2 separate regions of the Mus musculus genome follow, and region 1 is linked to region 2. The links are chromatin contacts, called in public HiChIP or PLAC-seq maps. All regions are on one chromosome and are shown on one strand. Each heading gives the region's core, a stretch centred on a gene start, on an enhancer-like site or on the middle of the called end of the contact. The rest is flanking DNA. Distances are from core to core; before and after follow the strand shown.

What was found. HiChIP or PLAC-seq counts read pairs in DNA pulled down with a chosen protein or histone mark.
Region 1: an H3K27ac HiChIP or PLAC-seq map of extraembryonic endoderm stem cells shows a contact between it and region 2, with 16 times the contacts expected there. The contact joins two enhancer-like sites. A contact is called at or near these places in 1 of 484 Hi-C or Micro-C datasets (adipose-derived mesenchymal stem cells), 2 of 115 datasets of contacts at active chromatin or transcription factors (differentiating embryonic stem cells and extraembryonic endoderm stem cells) and 1 of 9 other capture datasets (embryonic stem cells).

Annotation. Positions count from the first base shown.
Region 1 is chr17:69,117,421-69,122,217 of GRCm38.p6, forward strand. It overlaps a transcript of Epb41l3 not described here. Among named protein-coding and RNA genes, the nearest start is that of Epb41l3, 40 kb to the right of the region's middle. Within about 2 kb of position 3,286, at least 34 of the 459 cell types and tissues checked have an H3K27ac peak or open chromatin away from gene starts, as enhancers often do. A contact at or near this core is called in extraembryonic endoderm stem cells, where this site is marked.
Region 2 is chr17:67,973,453-67,978,751 of GRCm38.p6, forward strand. The region is part of intron 1 of Arhgap28 (Rho GTPase activating protein 28); the gene reads right to left. Among named protein-coding and RNA genes, the nearest start is that of Arhgap28, 28 kb to the right of the region's middle. Within about 2 kb of position 3,174, at least 37 of the 459 cell types and tissues checked have an H3K27ac peak or open chromatin away from gene starts, as enhancers often do. A contact at or near this core is called in extraembryonic endoderm stem cells, where this site is marked.

The DNA of each region.
Region 1 (4,797 bases), core at 2,036-4,535, 1.1 Mb after region 2:
TTCTGTATTGCCGTCAGTGTCCATGGCACTGATACAGCTTTCCGGGGCATTGCTGTAGTGGACTTTTGTGTGAGCAATATTGTGATCCTGTTAAGTGGAGTTTCAGTGTTGCCTGAAGAACGCAAGTCTTTCCTTCTAGTAGGTTTACATTCATTCTGTGGGAAGCACCTTGTTCTCACCTTAGGTCTCAGTTACATCACACAAAATGATGTCATTTCATTAAAGGCTTTTATTTAATAGGTTGCATTAGGAAAGAGTTGCCTCCCCCCTAGAATTTGGGCTAGAGAGGTAAGCTTGGCAGTTAAGAGCACTTGCTGTTCTAAGAGAGGAACCAGGCTTAGTTTCCTGCACCTATACAATGTCTCACAACCACTGTGTGTAACTCCAGCTCCAGGAGAATCCATACGTTCTGGCTTCTGCAGGTACCTTCATTGCACATGGCACACTTGGACGTAGGCAAGCACACATGTGCCCGTACACACACACACACACACACACACACACACACACACACACACCCCAAACACATAAAAATGTCTTTTCTAAAAAAATTAACCTTTGTTGGTTCTTTTTATGCTATTTGCAAATTCTGATAAGTGCCACCTCAGAGGCAGAAGCAGGGAGGGGACAGGTTTCTTGCCTACTTCGGGTCTGGTCCACATTGACACATAACTTCCCCTGGATTATTTCCCCCTCCAGCCTTGTGACACGATCACCAGGCTAAGCTTCCACACTTTCCTATCTCACCCTGATAACTTCTAGTTCCCCAAAGCTCCACGGTTATAACCCTTACAAACGGATACCTGGCAGAGATGGTGGCTTAATTGAATTTTTGTGTTCAAGATGTACATCCACATCTATTTTAGGGAATTTTATAACTTCTATAAACCAAAATGCACAACCTCGTCCACTTTCTCAGGCTGCTATAGAATATTAAAGACTTGCTACCTAGTTACACACATACACGGCTAATAAACTGTGAGTTTTTCCTGAGCAGATTGAAACCTGATAGCTCTGATTATCTGGGACACTAAGGATTCAAAGACAGAGTCTGTATTTCCAGCACCTGCCTATAAATGTGCCATGTTTTCAGGCTTCATGAAGCAGACTGAATAACCAAGCTGCCAAATAATTATCTTCAGGAAGAGCTTAAATTACCATACATGAAATCCTATTTATTTCAAATAACTCCACGCACAATCACAATATAATACAATTCATTAGTTCTTTAAACTCTTTTAGACTACTTGCTTATAGCATGAGTGAGTCTGCATTTCCCTGTCTAGTGCAGCCTCGACGAATAAATGTCTTTGAAAATATGCATATGAGGTTAGAGATGGCTTATTCAATAAAGTGCTTATTATACATGCATGAACAGCTGTTTGATTTCCCCCTAGGTAAAGAAAATCTGGGTGTGGCTTGCACACTTGTAATCCCTGGAGAGGCAACGTTGAAAGGCTGAAAGGGTCAGGGAGAGGCTCTGTCTAAAAAACAATCGGTTGGAGAAAAACACCTAGAGCCAACTTCTGGCTTGCCTATGGATACACACAAGCGTATATACGCACAAGCATGTAAATATACATACATAAAGATACATGTAATCTAACATGCCACAGATGCTGTATGTAGCAAGGGGACAGATGGCACACACTGGTAATAGTTTTTCCCCAGCTAGACTTCAACGTCCACGTACAAGCACAGACTCCCCTAGAGCAAATGGGAATCTCCAAAAAACGGAAAGTAACATGGACCCAGGTGCTAGGCGTATTGATTTCCAGTTTTGTTTTGTTTTTAGATTTCAGTTTTCAAGTCCGCCTTTTTTTGAAAAGTATCAGATAAACATTGGAGGGATAAAAAGATCATTATATTAATTTTTGGGAAACTGCTCACTCCTGGAAACAAGGCAGCCATTGATAGATACAGTAAGAGCCTCAAAGTTCTGGGCACCGTCCCATTTCCTGACTCATCATCCCAGTCCGAGCTTAGCGCCCGCCCATTTTTATTGAAGTCCGTCTCCTCTTTGAAGTGCTTTACATTTGTTGATTCTCACTTTGAATCAGATAGAATAACTTGAGACATTGGGGAGTCTCGCCAAGGATGGGTCTGAGTTGTTTTCATATGTTTATTAATTGCTCTGGTAAGAAATTTCACTTACTATCTACCACCTGCCACGATCTCTTCTTCTCTTTTCACTTACTCCTTTCCTAGTATCTCATTTTTTTTCTAGAAAGAATTTTGAAATTATTTTTTGCTGATACATTTTAACCCTTACAACACTGGATGAACATCTTTGAAGATGAAGAAAAGGCTCAGAGAGCGGAATAATTGTGTAAAGCTATTATCAGGACTCACACATTTAAATGAGAGCTAATAAGGAATTCGCTCATTTGCTAACAAAATAATGAAATGGGTCAGAATCAGTGGTTGCTGCGATAGTGTGAGAATGTGGTTATTTCATTTAACATATCTAACCCATGTAGCACATGTGTTCTAAGAATTTTAGATCTGCCTAACTGATCCACATATACTCCTCTGGTGTGTATATAGGAAATAAATTAGGTTATTGGCTAGTTTTTCTGTGCATTAATTCCCAGTGGCATTATAGGTAAAGAGTTTGTGCATAAAAGACTTGATCAAGCCGGGCAGTGGTGGCACACGCCTTTAATCCCAGCACTTGGGAGGCAGAGGCAGGCAGATTTCTGAGTTCGAGGCCAGCCTGGTCTACAGAGTGAGTTCCAGGACAGCCAGGGCTATACAGAGAAACTCTGTCTCAAAACAAAACAAAACAAAACAAACAAACAAACAAACAAACAAAAATAGACTTGATCAAGATCAGAAACATGCTGATGAAACTCATGAGAATTGTGTTTTACAGCCATGCCTCTGAAACGTTTTCAGCACATACGTTTCAAAGGTAGTTACTGTTGGCAGATGACAGCCTGACTCTCCTCTTCTAAGCTGCCTGTGGTTAGTGACGGGCCTTGGTGGAATCACTACAGCAATGAACACCATGTTGGCTTCATATCCTGTGCAGATATGCTAATATATCTGGGGAAAGGGATTGAGGAAAAGGAGGCAAAAGAGAGGTGCTTCTGCCACGTTTTTCTGGTGGCAACCTTCTCAGCTTCTAGTCAGCTACCCTGGATCATATTCTGAAAACAGAGACGGAGCAAAAGCTGTTGGTTCAGGACTATGTGGCTGTCTAGAGATATACATGTGACCTCAGAGAATGGCAGTGAGCTCAGATGCCTGGGAGTGTGTGGATGGGTGGGAGGAGGGCTCCAGTCAGGTGGACGTGTGCAAAACCGCGCGACTCAGCAACACTCTGTCACTCTGCGTTTTCAGGCTTCGTTTTCACAGTGAGAAGCTGATTGCCTGTCTCCCAGATTCCCCCTCAATAAAAAGCTGTTATTAAATTGATGTAGGAATCATACAGCGGCTCAGCGGGACCTCTGCTGGTTTAGCGGGGGCTAACAAACACTGGTGGGGACGGTCATGGCGTTCTACACTGATTTTGTGGCTTATAGGTCTCAGCCGCCTAGTCTGAAAGTTAGACTAGTGTGCTAAACACAGTGGACAATAATTATTTGCCAGAATCACACCTCTCTGTCTGCAGCTCAAGAATTCCAGAATCTTTTCAAGTTTTTTTCCTATCTGTGTTCAGCAGCTTTCCCTATACAGTCTGATAGGGCTGTCTCACCGCGTGGATGTTTGAATTCCCCCCAGGGTACCTGCCAGCTTCCTGGCTGCTCTGTGGCTCCCTGCCAAGAAGTCTGCAGGGGCTGGTGGGCGTGGCTAATTGTTTATCTGCCTCCCTCTTTTTTTTAACCCCCTCGGAGATCCCAGCTTTGTACTGGGTGCTGCTGAATCTCCTGTCGCCCCATGAGTATCAGGAGATAGTTTTATTTGTGTTTATACACTTACGATGTGTGCTTTTACATTCTAAGGGAGGCACATAAACTTTCAGGAGATTTTAAACCTTTAAGGTGAAAACTGCCGCTCAGGTTCTGCTTGCAGCTCAGACACAATTTGTACAGACGAGCAACTATCTATCCCTCAGAGGTTCTGCTTCTTTAACTCAGAACCGAGGGCTTGGGAGCTCATTGCCTTGGACTTTGTTAGGACTCTTTTTCTAGGATAAAAATCACTTGAGCTGCATAAAAAAATACCAAGTTTCATCTACAGTATTTAGGAAACATTAGCTTTAAACTATCCTTAAACATATTCTGTTTAAAAATCAATAAGTAAACATCTGTTGAATGCTGAGAGAAATTAAATTGTAGACTCCAGATGTAGTTCGATCCTCTGTGGCGGTGTTTATGTAAATCACAGCTTTCTAACAATCCTGAGACAGCTGCCAAGCTTTGACTCTTCCACCAGGATCCTTCCTCCACCGTCTTCTTCATCTGAGATGAAGAACTGTGGCTTTCTGTGCCTCTCCCTATGGCAGTGGCTCCCAGCAGCTATCAGATTATTATCTTTGACCCATTTGCCGATTGCTGTCATGTGAGAAAAGCCACTGAGAGACCACGGGGTCCCTAGCCCTGAAAGTCAGTTTGAGAGAAAACTCTTTGCTCTTTAAATGGAAATCTCCAGGGATTTTTCTATAAAAACTCCAGAACCTCTAGCTTGGGATAACACTTCACATGTGTATTTTTTTTTTTCCTTTCCTGCATTTTATGTTGAAAGTTGGGCTGGGAATGTAGTATCTTTGTCTTTAGGAAATTAGATTTCTATGCAGAGACCTACATGATATTTGATAGACTGTGACAAAGTAAACTGTAATGTGTACATATG
Region 2 (5,299 bases), core at 1,924-4,423:
ACAAAGATAATGTCATCACAACCGGGAAATCTACCGTGCGCCCTATTTCAGAATCATCAAGGGAATGCATAAGGGCAAACCCATTAGTACAGACCAGAAATGGCTAAGTCCTCATCACAAAACGTGGGTCAGCTTCTCCATCAGACCTCTTATCTTCAGCAGCTTCTTGTCTTCTATGCCACAAGCTAGATCTATTAAGTTGAGAATCAGTATGCTTTCAGGCTAACCTAAACTACTGGGCACTAAAAAGCACAGAATATCCTCATGGGAAAAACCATACAACACAGATATTTTAAAAAGCCATAAAAGAAGAAGTCCCAACAAATCTAATCTCACTTCTCCAAACTTACAAAAATTAAAATGTGCCCATTTTTTGGGCATAGTGGCATAACCAGTAATCCCTAGCATTTGGGAACCTGAGGCAGGAGACTATACATTTAAGGCCAGCACAGGCTCTGTATATGAAAAAGGAAGGTGGGGAGGGCGGGAGACAAGCAAACTCTCCACTTAATTAAGAACATTTTTTAAACTGCAGTCTCAAATCAGACATCTGACTGAAGTTACATTTTATGCTCTTCAAACTGTGATCTGCCATGGGACAAACTTAAACTTTACTGAATTATATGTAGTCATCATGAGGTTGGGGCACGAATCATAAACATAAACACAAAACAGGCCTGCTATCCTTTGACCTCTCAGAACACCGTTCTTGCTGTCGGCCTGCTTTAGATGAAACAGGGAGACCTAAATAGTCTACAACCACCAGGTCCAAGGTGGGTTTTAAAGGGCCAATTTCACAGAATTTATTTTTAGGCAAGAAGAACGGCCCTCCTCCGTATCAGGGTCATGTGTAAGACTTTATGTTTGTGATATTATATACAAAGCGAGCAGAGATGTTTATGTTCTCCCAAGGATTCTTTACGACTTGAAACTGGGTGTCTAGATAACCATACGTTCCTTTACTTCTCTGTTCTGCTTGCCAGTCCTAGTCGGCACTCAGGGCACTGACCAAGTGGCATTTCTATAAGAACAAAAGCTGTTCATCTGTTAGGAGAGATCACAAAGTCTCTGTTTCACGTCGCCTGAAACCTTTGCCGATGTTGCTTATAACCTAATTAACTGCATTGGTGGTGGGCATGGTGGACATGCCTTTAACCTCAGCACTTAGGAGGCAAAGGCTGCCAATCTGTGAGGCTGAGGCCGGTCTGGTCTAAGTAGTGAATCCCAGGCTGGTCAGAGTTACATGGCAAGAACCTGTCTTATAACACACAAACAAAACAAACAAACAAACAAACAAACAACAAGAAAGCATTGTCAATGAGCCCCAAACTAAATAAACAGAATGCCTATGAGCCAATAAAGCTTTTTTGTTTGTTTGTTTGTTTAATCACCTGGTTCTATGACACTGACCTAATTTCTCCCAGGCTTAACTTCTGCATTCCTAAGCTGTGACCGTGCTACAGGGCTAAGAGGAACAAGGGACTTCTTTGTTATGAGTCTACACTCTCTGAGAGGAGGAAAATCCTGTCATGTCACCACACTGTAATTCCAGTCCGAGAATTGATCTTGAGAAATTTCTAGAACCTATTCTATTTCTAGAATCCCCTTCCATAATCCTCCTTCTATGGAGGCTCACACGGGGTTGAGCAAGCGCTGCTTTCCCTGAGCCTGGCTGGGATCTCTGCAACACTGCAGGAAGCTCGATTTTCCTACCTTAAGGGACCACGCTTGAGACAAACAGGACCAAGAAGAGGTTGGTAGACCACGGATGAAGTTGAGCATCAGTCCTTTGTTGACCATGAGATGCTGGTGATGGAATCTGCAGGGCAGGGAGCTATGTTTCCCTTGGCTGCTTGGATGTGGCCCTGAAGAGCCTCACAACAGCCTGCCTTACCTTCAGCCGAAGCAATCCCATCAATTGGGATCCTGTAACTCGAGGACGGGGCTCTCATCTGGCTATCCTCATGGTCTTTCTCTAAGAGGAGTAATGAAGATAAACCCAAACCATGGCTGAGCAGAAATGTTATTAGTCTACCGAGGGGGAATGGGCATCAGCCAATTTGTAGAGCAAGCTAAAATTAAATTCTTAACACAATCTCATGTCAATGAAAGGTGTATAATAAAGAATGGCTCCCCTTGAAAATTAATCTGTTTAATCCTTAAATATAATCAAATTGGTCTGTTCTCCAAATATAGCTCTCTTTCCTTTCTAATTAAACACTCATTTATGGAGTTAGATTTTCCAGATGCCTGGATTTTTTTTTTTCTTTCTTTCTCTTGACTCTGTAGGCAAGACTTCAAAACTGGAAGGAGTTTGCCATTCCTTGTAATAAGAAGATTGGCTTCTTGTCTTAGCAATTGCTGTTATATTCATAACCTTAGGAAGCTTCGAGGACAGAAAATCAGACTAACATCAGAAAAGAAAATTATAGGGCAAATGTTGTGATTTGCAAAATTACAAGAGTCGGCGATATTGTATTCTGAGATTTAAGATGTTGTCAGGGGCAGGCAACAAGAGCTGTGGGGGTGGGGTATCCAGTCCCTTGAATAGCCAGAGTACCCACTAAGGAACCAGTTTCTGCTTGCCCAAGAACAGAAGGGCATTTCTTCTCCCTCACTCAGTTGACATAGAGCATTGTGCATTTCTCTGTTCCAACAGCAACCATTTTATTTTTTGTGCAGCCTCTGTAGCTGTCATTTCCCAGTCTTTAAAATTACATTATCTGATTTTCTCTGAGTCACCCCCAAATCAGAGCTCTCAATTAGATGTTGCCCTTTGGCAAGGGGACAAATCATCTCAGGCAGGATCACTTCACAGTGAGGTCACCCAAACTCCACCCTCAGCCTCAGAAACAAAAGCTGTCTCCTTTCTCTTTCACTTCCTGGGGACTTTTTTATTTCTTTATAGGAGATAAAAATCTAACAAAGTAAAAATATAGTCAGCTGGTTGAGAGGAGCTGGATCCCAGATTAGTATTTGAATCTATTTCTTTAGTGTCTCGTATTCTGCTTTTCAATGAAAAAACCGATTTTTGAAAAGTATCATAAGATAACTCTTAACCAGAGACAATTGTATTGTTTCCCAGTGTTGGAAGAGAAAATCCGTGCACACACAGCCTTCCTTCCCTGGCTCCAGAAACAATAGGCCTGTTGCTAGGTACAGAGATCCTAAGGATAAGCCCTAACTCCTGCTCCCAGAAGCAGTCCCAGCTTAGGGGCAGGGCCACCTACAGAGAGGCCACATCTCAGATAATCAGTGGGGACCATGACTTGGCCTCCTGGAGGCTGGGTTCACTAGCAACATAAAGATCAACTGAGCAGCACTGGAAGGCCACAGCAGAAGGCATTAGAGGAAGCTCTCTGCACAATATAACCTGTGGCCCACACCCTGGGGACAAGGGGACCTGAACATGTAAAGACCAAGGGCCAACAAAGTAGGGCAGATAGAAAGGTGACCAAGCACAATGGCTCAGGGCACAAGATCTCTTAGGGACTGTACCGTAAGTCTTCTTCTTTTTTTTTTTTAACAGATTTATTTATTTTTTATTTATATGAGTACATTGTAGCTGTCTTCAGACACACCAGAAGAGGGCATCAGATCCTATTACAGATGATTGTGAGCCACCATGTGGTTACCGGGAACTAAACTCTGGACCTTTGGAAAAGCAGTCAGTGCTCTTAACTGCTGAGCCATCTCTCCATCCCCACACCACACGTCTTAAAGAACTGGCAGTGAGCATCATGAGTTTTGGAAAGAGAACACCCTACTTTAGTCAGACAAATTTCCCTCGGTGGCTCACGTGCTCCTTCTCTAAAATAAGATGCAGAGTGGTATCTAGCTTACAGGAATAAACCTCTTGGAACCTTTACACACTGCCACAAAATGTCATCTGTAAGGGTGCCCCCAAGTCAAGTTACAAAGAGAAAAGAAAAGAAAAAAAAAAGGAAAGGGAGAGAAGAGAAGAGAAGAGAAGAGAAGAGAAGAGAAGAGAAGAGAAAGAAAAAGAAAAACAAACCTCACAATGTTTTAGGTAGGTTTACAAGTTTGTGTTGGGTGAACTCATAGGTACATTTGGCCTCATGCAGCCACAGGCCTGAAAGCACGTGTGGCCAAGGTTGGGCAGCCAGAAGGGCTCAGTAGGGACCAACCGTCATTACTACGCAGACCAAGAGTGGAAAGAAGATGGAGGGAACCTCGAAAGGCATGGTGTATACACACTGCCTTTATCGAAAGAAAAGTCCTGCAGATAAAATGAATTAGGCCAGAGGAGAGAACTGAGCTGGCACTCATCAGGAGGATGCTATGAAGGTGAGCTGGCGCTCATGAGAAGGATGCTATGAAGGTGAGCTGGCGCTCATGAGAAGGATGCTATGAAGGTGAGCTGGCGCTCATGAGAAGGATGCTATGAAGGTGAGCTGGCGCTCATCAGGAGGATGCTATGAAGGTGAGCTGGCGCTCATGAGAAGGATGCTATGAAGGTGAGCTGGCGCTCATCAGGAGGATGCTATGAAGGTGAGCTGGCGCTCATGAGAAGGATGCTATGAAGGTGAGCTGGCGCTCATGAGAAGGATGCTATGAAGGTGAGCTGGCGCTCATGAGAAGGATGCTATGAAGGTGAGCTGGCGCTCATGAGAAGGATGCTATGAAGGTGAGCTGGCGCTCATGAGAAGGATGCTATGAAGGTGAGCTGGCGCTCATCAGGAGGATGCTATGAAGGTGAGCTGGCGCTCATGAGAAGGATGCTATGAAGGTGAGCTGGCGCTCATCAGGAGGATGCTATGAAGGCCCCTCCTTCATTTCTGGAGTCCTTGCCGAGGATTCATCCCCAAAGTCGCTCATTCTTCCACTCTGAATTGAGAATCATCAGTCAGTGAAAAAATAATTGCACCTCAACATTTACAGTTCTTAAAGTAAATCTATAGCGCAAGGGGCTGGACACAGGGCCTCCTGCACGCCAAACAAGTCTGCTGTCATAATCTACATCGCTAGCCTTTAGTTTTCTGAAATGGGGCCCGGGATGGAATCAAACTCTTGGTCTCCCCCTCCCCCATCCCAGGCCTGCAGCAACATGCATGGCTATGTCTTAATTTCTAATCTAAAACACCTCTTTCCACCAAAATATTCCTTTCAAAGAGCAGGGTGGTGACACTTTTGTAAACTGGCCCACATTCCTGGCACTTGGGCAGTGGGGACCTAAACCCAAGGACCTGTATGAGACACTCTGTAGACGTAGTAACACACTCAAAGGATACACGTCACAAGGGACCATAGCCTGAAACATGGTGAACAGTTCTTCCCA